3 separate regions of the Mus musculus genome follow, and regions 1 and 2 are each linked to region 3. A link is a contact called in public HiChIP or PLAC-seq and promoter capture Hi-C data. All regions are on one chromosome and are shown on one strand. Each heading gives the region's core, a stretch centred on a gene start, on an enhancer-like site or on the middle of the called end of the contact. The rest is flanking DNA. Distances are from core to core; before and after follow the strand shown. Region 1 has its middle 54 kb from the start of Prkcq. Region 2 holds the start of Fbh1 (F-box DNA helicase 1). Region 3 holds the start of Pfkfb3 (6-phosphofructo-2-kinase/fructose-2,6-biphosphatase 3).

Region 1 (4,188 bases), core at 649-3,148, 380 kb after region 3:
AGTGCTCCCACACCCACCCACCTCACCCCACCACTATCTCATTCCTAACCCACATCCCCTTTCCCACAGGCATCAATCTCTACAGGATTAGGCACAGCCTCTTCTTCTGAGGCCATACAAGGCAGTCCTCTGTTACATATGTGTCAGGGGCCAAGGACCAGCCCATGCATGCTCTTTGGTTGGTGGCTCAGTCACTGGGAGCTCCCAGGAATCCAGGTTAGTTGACACTGTTGGTCTTTCTATGGGGTTGCCATCCCCTTCAGCTCCTTTAGTCCTTCCTCTAACTCTTCCATAGGGGTCCCGACCTCCGTCCAATGGCTAGCTGTAGGTATCTGTATCTGTCTCAGTCAGCTGCTGACAGAGCCTCTCAGAGGACAGCCATACTAGGCTCCTGTCTGCAAGCACAACATAGCATCACTAATAGTGCCAGGGTTTGGTGCCTGTCCATGGGATGGCTGGTCCCAGGACAGCCTTTCCTTCAGTCTTTGCTCCATTTTTGTCCCTGAATTTCTTTTAGGCATGAACAATTTTCATCAAAAACTTTGATGGTAGGTTGGTGACCCCATTCCTCCACTGGTGGCCCTGTTTATGTACTGGAGGTGGTCTCTTCAGGTTCCATCTCCCCACTTTTGTACATTTTGGCTTCCTTTTCATACTCAGAAGAATTATACACAGACACACTGAGCATGCCCAGACACACACCAAACACATGGTTTTCTGCAGCACAGCCAAAGAATGGAAGTTGACAGCTTGGTTGTGTTGAATTAATTACGGTTGGAGGGAGCCGATTCCAGTAATTGTTTTGTTGTTATTTGGTTTGTTGAGACAGGGTTTCTCTGTGTAGCCCTGGCTGTCCTAAAACTCACTCTAAATACCAGGCTGGCCCCAAACTTACAAAGATCCACCTGCCTCTGCCTCCTGGGTGCTGGGATCAAAGGCGTGTGCCACCACTGCCTGGTGCCAGTCATTGTTTTTAACTATGTCCCCCAATTCAAGAACTCTGGAGGAGACCTGCTTTACCCAAGCCCACATACTGTCTAGTTTTAACATTCAAGTTTACACAGCCTAGAGTCACCTGAGAGCAGGCTCTCAGTTGGAGAATTTTCCAGTCCGATGGCTAAATATAAGCTTGGTCAAACCAGTAAGCAAGGTTCCTCCACAGTTTCTGTTTCGGCTTCCTGGTTTGACTTCCCTTGATGATGGACTGACCTGGAACCGTAAGCCAAACAAACGCCTTCTGTGCTTAAATTATCTCCTGTCAGTAACACAGCACCAGAGAGGAAACCGGAACATCTTCCTGTCGGCATCTATGCAGCCGGACAGTTTATTCAGGGATGCCTTGATTTACAGTTTTCCAAGCGAGCATGCTGAGTTTTGAAGGCTTAAGTAGCCCGTGGGAAAGCAGGATTAAAAGTCACTTTTCAGACTGTGAACTTGAAGCCTTCCCCTAAGAATGCTGTCTGAAAATGTATTGGGGAAGCTTTTCATATTTTTCTCTTTTGTTCTCTCCCCTTCACGATCCCCCCTTCTCTTATGTGCTAAATTCTGAGACCTTAAGAGACTATGTGGCCTCAGGGTAAGGGAACTTCTGTGCTTTCAACCAAGTGACCCACTAAAAATATTGATGACCATATTGGTCACATCTCCATGGGAAAGACAAATCACATTTAATTTCCATGGAAAATTCTAGTATCTGGCTATCAGAGATTTTTGTTCCTTTCAAATGCAGACTGACTACATCTATTTGCCCAAGCTAACCAAGGGTGTTACCCTCAAGACTCAAAAATCTCATCTAAATTCTTATCAGTTCAAAACATACACCCGCCCCAGGTGGTCACACAGTGGCTGGGTGGAATCCATTGATACAGGTACTGTGGCACAATTGCTCCTCATTTGAACATCTAGGAAACTAAAGCTAAAAAACCACTTCCTCCCAGCATGCAATGGCAGGGCAGCATAGAGTAACTATTGAGAACATGCTTTTTAGAAATGGGGCAGGGGTGGGAGGTAAAATTGGCCTCTTAACAGGAAGCAATGATGAAATTCAGCTGAGAAAGAGATTTTTTTAAAAAAAGATTTATTTATTTTATGTGTATGGGTGCTTTGCCTGCATGTATGTCTGTATAACATACGGGTGTCGGGTGCCTGGCATTGGATCCCCTGAAACTGGAGTTACTGATAGCTGTGAGCTGCTATGTGGGTGCTGGGAATCAAGCTCCTGATCCCTGGAAGAGGAACAGGGGGCGTCAGATGGTTTGGTTAAATTTCAATTTGAGGGGCTAATTCTCCCTGGCTTTTGGTGAACCTCTCGAATTCTTGATCTACGCCCCTTTTGTTTCTTTAACTACAGGTGTGTGTGTGTGTGTGTGTGTGTGTGTGTGTGTGTGTGTGTGTGTGTGTGTGTGTACGTGCATATTCAAGAGCTGTGGAGTAGTTTCTGCTCCCCTCCCCTGAGGCAGAGTCTCTCCACTGACCTGGAGGCTGATTGAGGCTGACTGGCAATGACCACCAATGATCGGCCACCCTGCCCCTCCCCTGCCTGTCCTGTTCTCTGCTCTTGCTTTTACATGAATTGTGAAGATCTGAACTCAGGGCTTCATACTTCAGCCACTGAGCCATCAAAGAAGAAGAAATTTAAGCTCTATAAATTAGAGGTATTGTCTATTCAAGTTCACTCTAACAGACTAATCAGAAGAGTAATATTGACATTGAAAAGAAAACTGTATTATGCTTAGGAAAAGTTTGTTTTCAGTGAGGGAGGTTCTTATACAAGAACATAATGCTTTATGATATATGCTATATCTCTGCTCTGTGTATTGCAGTTCCTTTGTATGTTTTTTTTCCATTTCTGAGTCTCACTTAAAGCAACAACAACAACAGTTTGAACTCTCCCTGTCCTGTAATTAAACTTTGACAATACGCTTCACTATTAACCACTGCCCATTTCTCTTTATGTTCCCAATCACCAATGTCCTTTTTCCGAAAAGCATTCAAATCTGTAGTAGTTCCCATAGGCATCGAGTTGGCATGAGTTTCAGATCATTAGTGATGTGTTGGCATGCTGGGAGGAGGGGGTCACAGAGTGGCACTTTCATTTTTTAGAGTCTGAAGGAGACCTCTGCTCCCATCTTCCGCTCCCTTTGACTTAGCCCCTAGCAGGCACAGGTCAGGGTGTCCCAGCTGTCCCTCAGGTGGGGATGCTCCCAGGTGGAAAGTAGCAATGTTTTCTTCTGCCTCATTTTAAAGGTAGCTGCAGTTTCCTTCTGTTGCTCTTCCCTGGGCTAGCAGCTCCATGGCTTATCACCTCCTTCACCATCCACTGAAACATTTCCTTGCAGACAACTGGAAACCTCTTCTGTTTTAGGGCAGAACTTGTCAAACAAGCAAAAGGAACTGACTTCCACACCCCGAAACAAACCAAAACCAAACCAAACCAAACAGCCAAACAAAAACATGCGAGGTAGTGTGCCTTGTACTCCCAGAGTCGAGGAGGTGGAGACAGATGGATACCTGAGGCTCACTGGCCAGACAGCTTAGCCTGCTTGGTGAGTTTCAGGACACTGAGAGACCTTGTCTCAGAAAACAAGATGACAATACTGAAGAAATAGCAGTTGGGGTTGCTCTTTGACACCCCCCCATGCACACCTACATTCCTGTACCTCAACATACACACAGAGGCATACAGTACACACACACACACACACACACACACACACACACACACACACACACACACACGCACACACACACACACGAGCGCACACACAGACTTTATTTTCCTGGTTAAATAGGAACAGATTCAAACCCTTACAAACTTCATTATTTCTCTGACTGTCTATAATAGCACATCCATTATCTGTAATAATAGATCTTAATGCTGAGCCAACGACTAATATAGTCATGTAAGGTTTCCTTTTTATTCTTACACAAAATAAAATGTAACAATATAGATTTATTTTTATGTTTAATAAGGGTCATGTGCTAGTAATTTAATAAGAGGAATTTAAAGGATTTATGACATAACATAGATAGCAAAATGTTCTATTAGTGTTGGTGCAAAATATTTCTAAAGAGTATATTCATATTAGTCTGCCTGTGTTGATTTATTAATATATTTATTTCCACATGGGCTAATATCTCCTTGCCTGTCTTATTCCGAGCTTGCATGTATTAAAACCGTATCTGAAG
Region 2 (4,104 bases), core at 13-2,512, 280 kb before region 3:
GCAGTCCCGGTGGCCCATAGAGGCAGCTTCGTGCAGAGGCCGCTTGTAGTCTCGGTTGGTAGCCTCGATGTCCATACTCCAAGCCTCCACTAGGTACGCTAGGATATCCTGGCGTCCGTGGCGTGCTGCACAGTGGAGAAGGGTGTCTCCGGCTGGCCCCCGGCAACCTCTAGCTACCGCCAGTTCCTCCTGAAGGTCACGCAGTCGGCCCTCTTGCACCAGCCTGCAGAGGCGCCGCGGATCCCCAGGCAGAGCCATCGCCCTGGACCAGGATGGACAAAAGTAGGAGGAAGACCCAGGTTCAGTCTTAGAGCAGATCTGTGCTATGATAGGTTGGGAGGTGAGAGAAGGCTGGCGCTTCCGCTTCCGCTTCCTCCACGTGACCCTTTTCCCCGACTCTCGGCACCGCCCCCTGCCCGCCCCCAGCCAGATTCTCTCCGCTAGCGTCTTTAATGCTTCTTGCCCTGGTTTGGAAGTCACAGTCTCCAAATGTAGAATGGTGTCCCCTCAGGCGACAACATGCACACTCGTAGGTCATTCTGGTTACCGCGCATCACACACGCGTACTCGTCAGGGTGGGGCCTCGGGCTCCCAGGGCTTGGGGTAAGGCTGTGTGCACCTGACATCCTGGAGCTGTCCCTTGCACCCGAGTGAACTGGGAACGGAAGACCTATCAGAATGGAGGGTGCCAGTGTACCGCGAAGTCCTGCACGCGGGACTTCTGGCCTCGCATCCCAGATGTGGTCTGCTCTCCACCGGACAGCTTCTGGGAATGTTTGCTGGGCTGCTCCGGTGGTAGCTGCACAGGCAGTCGAGAGCACGCTGCCCACCACCCTGGAACCTAGCTGGCCCACCCCTGGCCTGAGGATGTCTGCCGGACTGACAGCCGCATCCTTCGGCTGACCAGGCTCACAACAGCAAGGGTTTCTGGGGCCTCTCAGAGCTGGAACGGTGTCCTTGTGCTCCGCCCGATCCTCACCCAATCCGCAGCCGACCCCAGCCCCCTCCCCGCCCGCTGCTGTCTCCTGGGCCCCCGCGGGGACCCAGGGAGCTCTAAGGAACTCTGGGAAAGTTTCCTTCGCCTCCTCCGCGGTGGCGAAAGCACAGACGGGGCGTGGCTCTCAAGACACTGAGCCACGCCCCCTCCCGCTTCGCGTACGGATTGGTTCCAGAGTCTGTCCGTCCGCGTGACCCTTCCAGTTCGGAGTGCTTCGATTGGTTCACGGGCCTGTCCGTCGTCTCCGGTGGGAGGGTGCGTCTTGGCAGCGAAGAGGCGGAGCTCGCGGAGGAAGTCTGCAGTCGTCTGTGCTCGCTGTCTGGGCCGAAGGAGGGGCTTGCTGGTCGGGGAAAGGCTGAATGTCCGGCGGCATCGCCTGGGTGGTGTCGCCGCCGGGGTCCTGGGCCGGGCCGCCATAGTGCGTGAGACCGTGGACTTGGCGTGGGGTGCGAGCCGGGAAAACTTCCTATTGTGGGGTCTCCCGCGCAGGGGTCTTGGCCTCGGGGGTGGGGCCCTAGCTGAGGGTGGGCGTAGGAGCTGGCCGCGCCCGCGGTGGTCAGGAGTGGGCCTGCAGAAGGAGGTCGGATGCTCTCTGCAGACCCGCATCCCTTGGCCGCTCCCTGAGGCTCCGGAAGGGGCAGCACCTGAGAAGACAGATCCTCTGCCGCTGGCAAGCCTGGCTTGTCTCCACTGTAATGTTTTTGACCTTGGGCGAGTCATTGTATGCAGCTCCTGACGTTGGTGTTCGCCTTGGTAGTCTCCCACCCCCTCACCTGAACAGGTGATGGTGGTTAAGGGGACGCGAGAAGGCCTGGGGGGCTTTTGGAGGGTTCTTTGAGACCCGAGCCCGCTTTGTTGGCTTCCTTTCGAGGAACTAGACATTTAACCTAATGGTGTTTCCGTTTGGGAAGTAAAATGGAAGTCGCTCCTGCCAGGTTTAAAACAATTTCTTTGCATTTGGCAGTACATTCTGGTTCACTAAGCGCCTGACATTGTCTATTCCATAAACAGCCCATAGGTAGCATTCAGGTTTTAGAGACGAGGAAGGACGTCAAGGCCAAATGAAGTTAGTGATTTTTGCCACGTATTGGAAAGTTGAGGCATCTGATAGTTTCAAACTTTTTGCTACTTTGCATGGTTTTAAATCTCAACGTTTGGGAGACTGAAGCAAGAGGACCTTGAGTTCGAGGTTCGAGGCTAGTCTGGGCTGCCTACTCCTTCCTTACAAATGATTTCACGTGGTCTTGCCTTATCTCTCTTAAGTTTCTGGTCCTTTAAACAAAACCGAGAATCCTGGTTTATAAAAAGATGAAATTGGTTATTTAATTGGTATTCTAAATTAGATTCTGCCTCTCCTCTGCTCTATGAATTTCCTTTGCTCTGTGTTTTCCTTTGGGAAACTAGATATTTTTGGTGAATCTGCCTCCATAGCCCTGGTGATTTTTCTGGAGAGCGGTGGGTATTTATGCTTTAAGTTTATGAGTAGGGCTAGTACTTCTCTCTCTGTCTGGTTGAGCTGCCCATTTCTTCAGTGAAGGTCTTTGGAGGCCTTCAATTCCCTTGTAACTAACTGTCAATGGAATTGGGATATTCGATCTGACTTTTGCTGTGTTTCATGGATCTTTGGTACTTAGATGTCGTTGAGGGATCAAGGGATCAGTCCTTTAACATGTTTCCTGGTTTATGAATACATAAAAGTATTTGAATTCTAATTTCAAATGTGTTACTGTCGCATACACACACACACACACACACACACACGCCCATCTTATATTTCTCTGTTCCCCCAGGCTGACTTTAGTTTAGAAAAATTTAGATTTTTTCTTTGCTGTTCTGGTTTTGACAAAACTTGTAGAAATTATCACCAAAGCCAGCTCTTACATTGTCAATAGTTATTCGCATGCTCTTTGAAGACTTTTGATGTTTCATAGAACTCGAGGGAGCTTTAACTGGGTGTTCTACAGAACCTCTTAAAATAATCTGGACATGATGGCACACAGTTGATCAGCCTAGCATTTAGTTGGCCTAAGACCCTACTTCAGCAAAACAAAGCAGACCAACCACCAATCAAAACAACAACCAAACCACAAGAAGAAACCCTGAAAATTATTTTTAAAATGGAAACTTTAGGCCTTTCAGTGTATGAAAAATTATTAGAGCAGCCATTTCTTCCTTTGCTTTTTAACATAGCTAAAATCAGCTCCCTTAATGTTACACAAGCAGAGTCAGTTGTCCTCCATTTTCCTCTTGGTCTTCACACCTTGTTGATACTCACCTGTCCTTGCTACCCAACTTCTGTTCTCCGGCCTTCTCCAACTCTTGCCCAGCTGGTACCATGACTTTCTGACTTATTTTGCTGACAATCTCCATGCCTAGCTACCCTTGGCTGTGTAATGGCCTTGCTTTTAAAAACAGCACGTTACTCTGAATTGCCTATGCAATGAGTAAAGGACAGTGTCTTTAGCAGTATGTAAGAGGACCGTTGTAGTCTCTGGATCCAAATTCATTTTCCAGCCTGTCAGTTAGCGTTTTGTTCTGAAGAAAGGAAACGTTTCTGTCACACATTGTGCCATTCCTTTGTTTTTCATTCATATTGTTTTCTTGTGCCTAACTGAATCCCATTCATCACTTAAGGCCCATCCCTTTATGGAGATTCTTGTAACAGTCCTAATTATATTTACTACCGTAGGCCCTTATGTGTATATTTATGTAGTGCTTGGATTGCTGTGTGTTTAGCAATTTGTGTTTGTTTTGGTAGCTGCCTTATGGTCAGGCTTACTTATTTTTGTATGCTCTCCAATGTCTAAAATAGCATTAGCAACAGGGATACCATAAGGAAAGCCCTCATGGAGTTCATAGTAAATCTGGGAAATGGAGAAAAATGAAGAGGTTGAGGAATGAGTGAATAAATAATAGAAAATGGTTATCAGATATATGAAGATATATTGTGGACAGTAAGTAGTGATTTCTCGTTTGTTTGTTTGTTTGTTTTCTGTCATTCTGTCTGAGGAACACAGAATGAGCCGTTCAGCCCATCTTTTCTTGCAGTAATAAATGGGGGCTGTACTTACAGAAGTAGTCGGTGTTTTAGGGCATGAGGTGACCGC
Region 3 (4,192 bases), core at 1,617-4,116:
TATGGGTTACATGAGACCCTGTTTCTAAAACAAAACAATTCACCCCGCACAAACCTTCTTCCTAACTGCCTTCCTTCCTCCTTGGTCTTTGACTCGATTCCTTGACCTTTCTAATCTCCAATCTTCCCTTCGCTCCTTCCTGTAGACAAGGGGTAGAGGGCTGTGGAATGTGGACTAGAATGCACAGTACTTTCTTTTGGCTTTAGCAGGGTCTAGATTGTGACTCAATCTAAAGGAAGTTGTCAATCAGTCCTAGTGATTGGAGTCACCTGGCTATAAGTCACCCGACTTAAAGAATGTTCACATTCTTGGCTGTGTCTTCTAAAGAGCTGAGTTCATAATATCCACCTGGGAACCTGGGAGTTAGTGAAGCCCTAGGGGACTGCGTTTGAGGTAAAGATAAGGGTGTATTAACAGAACTAAGGGAGGAATTGGAAGGATGTCTAAACAGCAAAGCTGAGGAGGAAACCTTTGAATGTAGGTGTAGCAAGGTTGGTCCTAAGGAGGATCATGTTGGAGCAGTTTTGCCTTCCACAAACACAGCTTTTACCTGTGGTTGCAAGCCGACAGCTTCAGAGGACCAACAAACAAGTGTGAATTCAGCTGTGTGCCTCACATTCCACCCTTTCCTAGATATCTGGAGCCCTAGGCAGGGTAAAGGTGATTTCCCTTTACCTACCTGGTAGCAGAAGTGACTGGAGAACTTAGTGTTTGTTCTGGGTACCCACTACATTGTTGACTCCAGGAAAGGAAAACTGCCCCATCTGAGAATGCTTAGCTGCCACCTGACTTGAGGACTGACCTTAAATCGAGAGATTTAAACATGATAAAAGAGAAATAAAAGATCGTTCTCCACTGGTACCATTCCCACCACGTTCTCCCTGGCGGTTCCCAGCAATCTGTTCCTAAGCTTTGACATCTGGCCATTTGCCTGGCTTGTAGGTGTGTGCAAACTCAAGCGGGCACCTGGGAACATGGCACAGGCCTGTAATACCAGGCTGAGAAAGGAGCAAGCTTGAGGCCGGCCTGGGCTGCATAGGAAAACTGTCTCAAACAAAGCAAAACAAACAGAAAACCTAGTGGAAACTTTACAAGCGTCCAGGTGCACTATGGTTATTGGGAGTCGGGAGTGGGGAGTCTCCTGGCAGGGATGCACTCTCACCCCCATCCCTTCCCCCTCCCCCTCAGCTTGCAAATACCAGTAAGGGAACCCTTCTGGAGACTACTAGATGTTTTCCTTGTCGAGTCAGTCCATTCTAATTTCAGGAGTGGAGCGAGATTCTCCCTTGGGCTTTCTAGGGTGTCACCTCTGGCATTTGCTCTCACTGAAGAAAAACAAGTTTAAATGTAATGCACCGGGTTTCTTTCTGAACAGCTGCCTGAGCACAGAAATCGGAAGGTCAGCAAAGCTGTCCTGGGGTTGGGGACAGGTATTGAGGAGGGTGGTACCGGAGAGCAGGGTGCAGGAATGGCGGTTAGAGCTGGGAGGTTCCCAAGGGCTACTCGCCAGGTGAGCTCCAGGTCTCCTAAGCTCGCCAGGCTGCCGGAGAAGGCAAGGCGGAGGCCCCAGGCGGGGCGGGCTGGGTTGGGAACAGAGCAGCTGCGCCCGCCGCCGGGGGGCCGGCGCCCTCCCAGCAGAGCATGCAGGACGTGCGCGACGTGTGGCAGCCTCTGCGCAGACTTTTCCACTGCAGTGTGGGGTTCCGCGAGCGCCTCCAATCACAGCTCAGCTTCACCGCGACGTGTGCAGCTTGCGCTAAGCAAGGCAGATCTTCTGAGCGGAGGCTTCCTTCGCTAAAATCACATTTAAAGTGTCTTGTCTCCACGGCCTCCCGTGCAGCGGTCCTCACCGAAAGATCCCTTAGATCGTCGCTGAATAAATGAACTCTGGCGGTTCAACGATTGCCTGTTATGCATGTATCTCCAGCCTATGCAAAGTGCAAAAATCGGAAAGGAAGCGAGGGCATGTTCACATCAAACAAAATATAGCCGGTGTGCTAGAGCGGGCGCGTGGGGGTTGGGTGGGTGACATGAATTTAGGATCTAGCTGTCCCTTGATAGTTACTTTGGGGCTCATAGTCCGGTAATGGGAGAGGGAATGGGGTCTACTTTTAATCACTACTTGCAGAAGGGGTATGGAATATGGCCCATGTTGAAAGGGAAAATAATACCAACCGCCCCCCGCATCCCAAAGTTCCTTTTCGGTCGAACCTTCCTTCCTTCCTTATTTATTTATTGCCCCCCTTCAAGCGCCAGGCACGGTAGCACTGAGTGAGGGGTAGCAACACTACCCAAGCATGTTTCCCGGGGATTCAGGAAAAGTATGCGCCCGTGCCCGGAGGTGGCAGTGTCAGCAATGGCAGGGGACATAGTGGGCGATAATGCACAGGTGTTACCAGGAGGCAGCTCTGACCTGCGTCTTCACTTGGACTGAGCCAGTCCCCAAATCATGTAACTATGGTGCATGGTGTTGGGGCTCCCACGGCTTGTAAGGCTGAACTGGGAAGATGCTTTTACATAGCTCTAGCTCTGTGTGTGTGTGTGTGTGTGTGTGTGTGTGTGTAGGGGTGGAGGACTGTCAACGAACCACATTGGACATTATCAGATCGCTGCTGCCTTCCAAGCACAGATGAGGAAAGTGGCTGGAATTATTTGGGGACTCCGTTCCTGTCTTGCGCCCTTAGGGAATAAACTTAGGGACGGAAAGGAGGACGAAAGAACCAGCCTGGGTTGCAGGAACAGAGCGTGCTGCTCTCGTCCACCCGCAGGGGGCGGCAGCAGGCTGTCTCTTGGCCTTGCCCACCCTTCTCTCCACGTGAAAGGGGGCTGGGACGCAAAGAATGCGGCCCGCCCCGAGGCTGACGCGCCGCGCTACCGGTCAGATCTTAAAAGGCCGGGCAGTGCGTGTGGCATCCCGACAGAACTGGAGAGGAGCAAGTGGCAGTGCTGGGTGTTGGGACCGTGGCTGTCACTGCGCTGGAGCATCCCTGAGCTTTTGAACAGAGCCGACTAGTCAGCAGTGCAGCAGCCGCAACTCCACGCCGCTCTCATCTGTCTCGTGTCTCCGCTCAGGCGATCCTTCCTCCGAGACTCCGCACAAAGCACATTTTCCAAAGCAGTGCAAGGGAGCGCCCAGCCGCGTGCAGGCGGACGCACCCTTCCTGTCCTTTGTTCCGGGGGGATCTGCTGCTGCTCTTCTCCCCAAGTCGGAGTCTTTCCTCCAGGGGTGGCGGGTCGCCGAATACAGCTACGAAGATGCCGTTGGAACTGACCCAGAGCCGGGTACAGAAGATCTGGGTGCCCGTCGATCACCGACCCTCGTTGCCCAGATGTGAGTGCAGGCAGCCACGTGGGGGGCTAGGTTGTAGATTGCGCCGCGTGCAGAGCCCGGCCATTGTGTGTGCAGCGGCTTTGTGCCGGTTCCCCTCTGCGGGAAGCGCACTCGTGCCGGTCGGCCCGGCCCGGCGAGGCGGGGGTGGCGGCCGGCTGCGTCTCCCAGGCTGGGCAGAAGGGGCGCTGTGGCTCCGGAAACCTCCTGTGTGCCCGGCCCGGCCTGGGCTCTCTGGGCCAGCGCCTCCCAGAGGCTGGAGAGACCTGGCTGCTCCGGAGTCACCCTGGCCGACTGCAGCAGGGGCGCGGCCGCCCACACCAACGCCCCCTTTTCTTTGGGTCTCCTCTGGTTCACGGTCTTTTTTCTTCCTCGGATCTTTGCACCTCTGTATATTTCCATCTTCGCCGTCACTCCCGTGACTGCAGATCCTTGGTTGCAGGGATGGTTTATGGGTTGGTGACTAGTGTTGTATTACAGACGCACTCGTTTACCCGGAGCACGGAATTTGCTGGCAGTTTCTCTTAGTGCCTCACCTGTTGCTGCTGTGAACGATTTGGGAAGGTTTCATTCACTTCCATCCCTAGATAGGAAGAGGTGCCTCTGGGAAGAGCGGATGGAATTGCTCTAAGGCAATGCTTCCCTCCCAGGCAGCAGGCCCAGGAGCCCACGGGGGTAAACAGGAGCGAGCTGCCCAGTGGACACGTTGCTCACATCACGTTTGTAGTTTGAGAATCTACTGGCAAAACTGGGAGGTGGTTTCCTGTCACCCTGGGACACTGGAACACCAGGCTGCAGGGTAGGTTTCTCTGCTGTCACGTTTCTCAGGATGGCCATCACAGGACATGACAGCTCTCGGAGCTT

The links. HiChIP or PLAC-seq counts read pairs in DNA pulled down with a chosen protein or histone mark. Capture Hi-C pulls out chosen DNA fragments and counts their contacts.
Region 1: an H3K27ac HiChIP or PLAC-seq map of thymic regulatory T cells shows a contact between it and region 3, with 7 times the contacts expected there. The contact joins the enhancer-like site here to the promoter of Pfkfb3 in region 3. A contact is called at or near these places in 1 of 39 promoter capture datasets (hippocampal neurons), 1 of 484 Hi-C or Micro-C datasets (cerebral cortex) and 10 of 115 datasets of contacts at active chromatin or transcription factors (the NIH/3T3 cell line, astrocytes, bone marrow-derived macrophages and 5 more).
Region 2: a contact with region 3 is called in a promoter capture Hi-C map of adipose tissue. The contact joins the promoter of Fbh1 here to the promoter of Pfkfb3 in region 3. A contact is called at or near these places in 1 of 39 promoter capture datasets (pre-B cells), 14 of 484 Hi-C or Micro-C datasets (B cells, CD4 T cells, the N1E-115 cell line and 6 more), 3 of 115 datasets of contacts at active chromatin or transcription factors (the SCID.adh cell line, memory CD8 T cells and microglia) and 2 of 9 other capture datasets (adipose tissue and liver).

The regions. Positions count from the first base shown.
Region 1 is chr2:11,116,566-11,120,753 of GRCm38.p6, reverse strand. No RefSeq gene overlaps it. Among named protein-coding and RNA genes, the nearest start is that of Prkcq, 54 kb to the left of the region's middle. Within about 2 kb of position 1,898, at least 26 of the 459 cell types and tissues checked have an H3K27ac peak or open chromatin away from gene starts, as enhancers often do. A contact at or near this core is called in memory CD8 T cells, microglia and thymic regulatory T cells, where this site is marked.
Region 2 is chr2:11,774,743-11,778,846 of GRCm38.p6, reverse strand. It overlaps Fbh1 (F-box DNA helicase 1), which reads left to right and starts at 1,262. Exons shown (of 21, transcript NM_015792.2): 1 at 1,262-1,415. The coding sequence starts at 1,415. It overlaps Ankrd16 (ankyrin repeat domain 16), which reads right to left and starts at 1,094. Exons shown (of 7, transcript NM_177268.4): 1 at 1-1,094. The coding sequence starts at 258.
Region 3 is chr2:11,500,764-11,504,955 of GRCm38.p6, reverse strand. Pfkfb3 (6-phosphofructo-2-kinase/fructose-2,6-biphosphatase 3) reads left to right here and starts at 2,866. Exons shown (of 18, transcript NM_001177753.1): 1 at 2,866-3,331. The coding sequence starts at 3,256. It overlaps Gm52500 (a long non-coding RNA gene), which reads right to left and starts at 2,946. Exons shown (of 3, transcript XR_003953759.1): 1 at 1,450-2,946; 2 at 680-802.